Regions from separate parts of the Sus scrofa genome. Here region 1 is linked to region 2. The links are chromatin contacts, called in public Hi-C maps. All regions are on one chromosome and are shown on one strand. Each heading gives the region's core, a stretch centred on a gene start, on an enhancer-like site or on the middle of the called end of the contact. The rest is flanking DNA. Distances are from core to core; before and after follow the strand shown. Region 1 has its middle 680 kb from the start of GOT2. Region 2 has its middle 610 kb from the start of GOT2.

The links. A called contact is a pair of places that touch in the nucleus more often than the background predicts.
Region 1: a Hi-C map of liver shows a contact between it and region 2, with 4 times the contacts expected there. The contact joins two enhancer-like sites. A contact is called at or near these places in 1 of 5 promoter capture datasets (liver) and 5 of 47 Hi-C or Micro-C datasets (epiblast stem cells, liver and skeletal muscle).

Annotation. Positions count from the first base shown.
Region 1 is chr6:21,113,085-21,115,784 of Sscrofa11.1, reverse strand. No RefSeq gene overlaps it. Among named protein-coding and RNA genes, the nearest start is that of GOT2, 680 kb to the right of the region's middle. Within about 2 kb of position 1,419, at least 2 of the 83 cell types and tissues checked have an H3K27ac peak or open chromatin away from gene starts, as enhancers often do. A contact at or near this core is called in liver, where this site is marked.
Region 2 is chr6:21,042,398-21,045,140 of Sscrofa11.1, reverse strand. No RefSeq gene overlaps it. Among named protein-coding and RNA genes, the nearest start is that of GOT2, 610 kb to the right of the region's middle. Within about 2 kb of position 1,265, at least 2 of the 83 cell types and tissues checked have an H3K27ac peak or open chromatin away from gene starts, as enhancers often do. A contact at or near this core is called in liver, where this site is marked.

The sequences.
Region 1 (2,700 bases), core at 170-2,669, 70 kb before region 2:
GCATGGTGCCAGTTGATTGGAGTATTTTTTTTCTTTTTTCTTTTTTTTTTTTAAATTGACTTTTCCAGTGATGATATTGGTCTTTATTATTATCTCTCTCCTATAAAGTAATACAGACTATTATCATTAATAACTAAAAAGAAAGCAATATTTATGACAAATGATGGGCTCATGGTTCAAGTTATTAAGTTTCTAGAAAGTAGTATTTCTGTTTGGTTTGATAAGAAAATATAATGATTATTTGAATAAAGTTTATAAATACAGCCTTTTTAGGATATAACAGCTTAACTTAAAATTTAAGAATTTATACCACATCAATTTAACATCAGATTTATATTATCAATGATCAGTGATCTACGAAAGTTCATACACTAGAAAAAGCAACATACGAAAACAGGATATGCACATCGGTAAAATATATTTTAAAAGGCTGGCTTAAGACCGCAATTACTTGTTAATACTTACAAAAATTCTGCAAAGATTATATTCTTTTGTGCTAACTGATCTCAGAGGGATTAAATCAAATGCACAAAGGGTCAGATTATGAACACTGGCCCATGTGAATTTCAAGCCTGTATTATCTCACCAATGATGTTGTTTTTCAAGATGAACAGATCACTGATCAATCTGAAATCTCTCAGTGTTTATAGCTTTTTAAACTATCTAAATAAAAGTTGTCGAAATGGAGAAAAACCTTAAAAATCTGTTAGAAACCCAGTAATGTTTTGCATTGAATATTTATTTTTTGTTATTTACCTCACTTTTTAGTACTATTACTACTTCTTCACAAGAATTAGGTACTCTATTTTGTCAATATTTCAGCAGAAAAACATATATTGCTCAATTAGCAATCATCATATGTAACAGGAGGACAGTTCTATTCAACATTTATATTATTAATAATGAAGATAACAGTTGTGCTAAATGACTGATGTCATCAAAGCATTTTAAATAAACTTCCTAAAATATTTAATCCTTTGTCAAAAATAAATACTTCATTTCACTAATTGGCTTGGTGGGATTTATGTATGTTACACCATGAATCTCAACCTATCATTATTAATCAATCACCATAATTAAAGAATAAAGATCTTCACTTCCCTTTATCACAAAAATAGAATTTTTTTAGTAATTATAATTACGAGCCCTATTTTGTTATTCCCACATATGAAAACAGATGTGACTTTTCAACATATTTCAGAAAATCAACATATAATATCATATAAGAATTTAAATTAAGCCGTGTAGGAACTTGGTCTACAATATAATTTTCTTTATTCAGTCTAACTTTTGGCCAGGAAAATTAGGGGAAATACTGAATTTACTGCAGTTTCATGTTCCATTTTCTACCCTTAGTGAAAGACTTCAGTGTAAATATAACAGCCTTTGACTCTGTCCTCTTTGCACTCTATGTTAAGGTGACTTTTGGACCTAGGCTGAGGAAGTAGAGTGGTTCTTTCGCAACCTCTTCTCCTCGGGTACGAAAAACACATGACTCTGTATACATTTTTTTTAATGTATATAAAAATGTTTGAAAAAAGATTCTACTTCTAATATGGTTTAAAACTTGGTCAAACTAGGATTTGCAGATGAGCAGAGGGGAGGAAGAAGGAAGGCAAAGATTGACCAAGGTCAATCGTTATGAACAGCTCAGTCATAGGAGATTCAGTACCAACTGAATATTCAACTCTGTGTTACTAAAATATGATCACAGGAGACAGAGGGGAAAAGAGACAAATATAAGCATCAATTCCACTGCAATCTAGCGACAAATCAGTTCCTTCAAATAGAGACATGATTAAATTAATAATTTTAAATTGCATGATTTTAAATAACATGGGCTCTTTGGTGCCAAGTAATAATTGTTACAGTATTACCAACTTGTGTTAAGAGAGAAAAAAAATGTTACATTCAGTCTCAGCATTTACTAGAGAGTGTTTCAAATAAGAAAGGTTTCTAAAAGGCTGTTGAGGACACAAATCCAGTCCCAATTCTACAGGTAATAACAAATGTCTATATTAAGAAGAAATAAAAACTTCTCATAAATTCTGATTTAATTCAGCCACTAATTTTCAACATATATGGGAACATTCATCGTTTCATTAAAGACCAAAGGAAGTGCTAAAATCTATACATTTTTGCTACCCAAACTGGAGCCTCTGGGTTCCTCTGGTCTGAGTTGAAAAGTAAATGTAAAACTCCTCTATTCTGCATTCCTGAAGCTGGGCAAAGCAGTGGGGGTTTCAATTAAAAACCACAGGAACGGAAAGGAATATGTCAATAAAACCACAGACTTGTAAGTACAGCATACTAGTTTGCAAACAAACACAGCAAGCCTTCGTGGAGTATGAGTCTATTACTGTATATTTAAACTGAATGTGTGATGGTAGAGGTGACTATCTCAGCGTGGTTTTCTCTCATTTCATGTACAGGGGAATGCAGACTTGCATCCTTGGCTCCTTGTAGCTAATGCAATGAGAAAATTGCCTAACTGAAGAATGCATCACCAGTGGGAAAAGCTGAAATGATACTAAATCTGCCTTTTTAGTAGGAAGATCATTAAAGGAAGAGAATTTCAAGGCTGAACTGATAGGCAATCAGTAATGGTGGAAAATTAGGTTTTTTTCAAATATAGATATCAGGTTAATATCCATTTAAATTACATGGTTTTCACCATAAGTTTTCTGCAAACAGCATCTG
Region 2 (2,743 bases), core at 16-2,515:
CCTCATACATCCAGTTATATACGAGGGTTTGGGAGAGGGATGGCACAGCCCACAAACTCTTCACTGAAGAATAGTTACCCTTTATTTAGAAAAGTCTTCATCTTTGACCTAGTCTGTGGTTTGCTCAAGTATTTTGACAGCTAGTGATCATTCAACAAGCCAGAAGAACAGGTAAATAAAATCTTAAAGATTCCAGGATGGTAGATGCAAAGTAGTCAGTATTAACATGTTCTATCAATGGATTAATAAATTCAAATAGGACATGAGAAGGTTGGCTTTTGTAAGGCAGTAAAATAATTTGTGTTAATAAAGATAAACATGTCTTTAACAAAAATGAAATGAAAGAGAAACACTAGCTTTTGCTTACTGTGACTTCTATTTCAGCCATAAAAGTCAGGACTAAAAATTTCCGCAAGTGACTGTGAAAAGGAGGTAGGAGGGACTCTATTCCAACTGAGAGATGAGAAAACCATAAAGGTGTGGTTTCTAGATAATTATGCTCAGAATTATTATGTAAGAAGCCACAAAAACTAAAGATTACCCCCTTGCTTTACTGCTTAACTGTCAACACCTTTATCAACTCTTTCAGAAATGTGGCAACATAAATGATTATTTTTTATTATATTGCTCCTTCTGCTCAAAATAATGTTCTGTAGAAATCGTGGAATCTACATTCAAGAGCAAGTACTGAAAAATAAAACAGACAATCTTCCCCCCCCCGCCAAAAAAGACACTGTTTTTGAGCCGCAATAGAGCATCCAACTACCAGCCAAATTATATAACAACCAATGTGTAAATGTATATATACATATATATTTCATATGTTTTTTTAATGGCCATCCTTCATTAGCCCAAACAAGGCAGATCCTAAGAGTTATTTTGTGTGACAAAACATTTTTCCAGGTATGCTATACAGAATAAAAATTTCATGCTTCCGAGAGCAGATAATTTTAGAAATGGATGAGTTAAACAACATTAACTGCAGAAATTCTCAGAATATTCCTATTCTAAAGAAAAAGCATAACTCTCAAAGAGAGGGCAAATCTGAATCAATTCCTTCAAATGAAATCAATTTCTTTCTCTCTTTCTTTCCTTCTTGCCTTTGTTGTATTCATCAGGATTCTCCAGAGAAACAGAATAGGATATATACAGATATAGATACACGGGGATTTATTAATAGGACTCGACTTACGTGGTTACGGAGGTGGAGAAGTCCATGACGCTGTCTGCAAGCCACAGAACCAGGAACACCAGTGATGCAATTCAGTCTGAGTCCAAAGGTCTGAGGATGGGGGGCTGATCTGAGTCCAAAAGCCCAAGAACCAAAGGGTTGATGTCTGATGGCAGGAAAAAAAAATGGATGTCTTAACTAACCAAGCAGAGAGAAAGGGAATTTGCCCTTCCTCTGCCTTTTTGTTTTATTCACCTCAACAAATTGGATGATGCCCACCCACACTGGTGAGGGCCACCTGCCTTACTCATTTCACGAATTCCAATGCTAACCTCTTCCAGTAACATCCTCACAGACACACTCAGCAATGACTTACCCACTCTCTGGGCATCCCTTAGTCCAGTCAAATCAATGCATAAAATATAAACATCACACTTGTAGATCAAGATTAATTTTTGGAAACATCGTTTCCACCAAAAAAGTCAACTATTTGCCAAAAGATAATGGCTATATGATTTGGATGTATCAGAAACAGCTTGATTGGGTTTTTTGGCCATGCTCGTGGCATGCAGAAGTTCCTGGACCAGGGACTGAATTCATGCTACAGCAGTGACAGATCTTTAACTAATAGGCCACTAGGGAACTTCTACGACATGATTTTTTTTTTTTTTTTTTTTGTCTTTTGCCATTTCTAGGGCCACTCCTGAGGCATACAGAGGTTCCCAGACCAGGGGTCTAATCGGAGCTGTAGCCACTGGCCTACGGCAGGGCCACAGCAACGTGGGATCCAAGCCACATCTGCAACCTACACCACAGCTCATGGCAATGCCAGATCCTTAACCCACTGAGCAAGGCCAGGGATTGAACCCGCAACCTCATGGTTCATAGTCAGATTCGTTAACCACTGAGCCACGACGGGAACTCCCTATGACTTGATTTTTAAAAGTATTGTTGAAATGAATAATGTGCCTAGATAGAATGGTATCTGATGGACAGAACACCCTTGACTACCATTCTTTGTGTACTTCATCATGGAGATGTCCTTGGGACTCATAGTAACATCTAGTCTAGAATTTTCTTGGTCAATTTTCTGTCATGCCAGGAATCAGGAACAAAGAATAACTATCTGAATGTTTTGGATATTATTGACAATTTGAGCTACATACTTGACACAAAATTCAAAAATTACCTATCTTTGGAAGTTTCCCTGTGGCACAGTGGGTTAAGGATCCAGCGTTGCCTCAGCTATAGCACCGGTTGTAACTGTGATGCAGGTTTAGTCCGTGGCCCAGAAACTTGCACATGCCACAGGTGCAGCCAAAAAAAAAATCCCCAAATTAATCCTTTTCTACTTTTCTTAATGCTTTAAACAAAAGCTTTATGCAGAGGTAATAAATGTGAGCTGTCATAAGTAATTCTTCTGTTCTTAAACTAATATTTTACCTCTTATCAATGATGATAAAACAAAATAGTTGTATTAACTGAGAAGCTGGAAACGATTTCTGACTATAGAGGTAGACTCTATGCTTTATTACTAAATATCTCTGTTTTTCAGGAAAAAAAAAAGAGTCG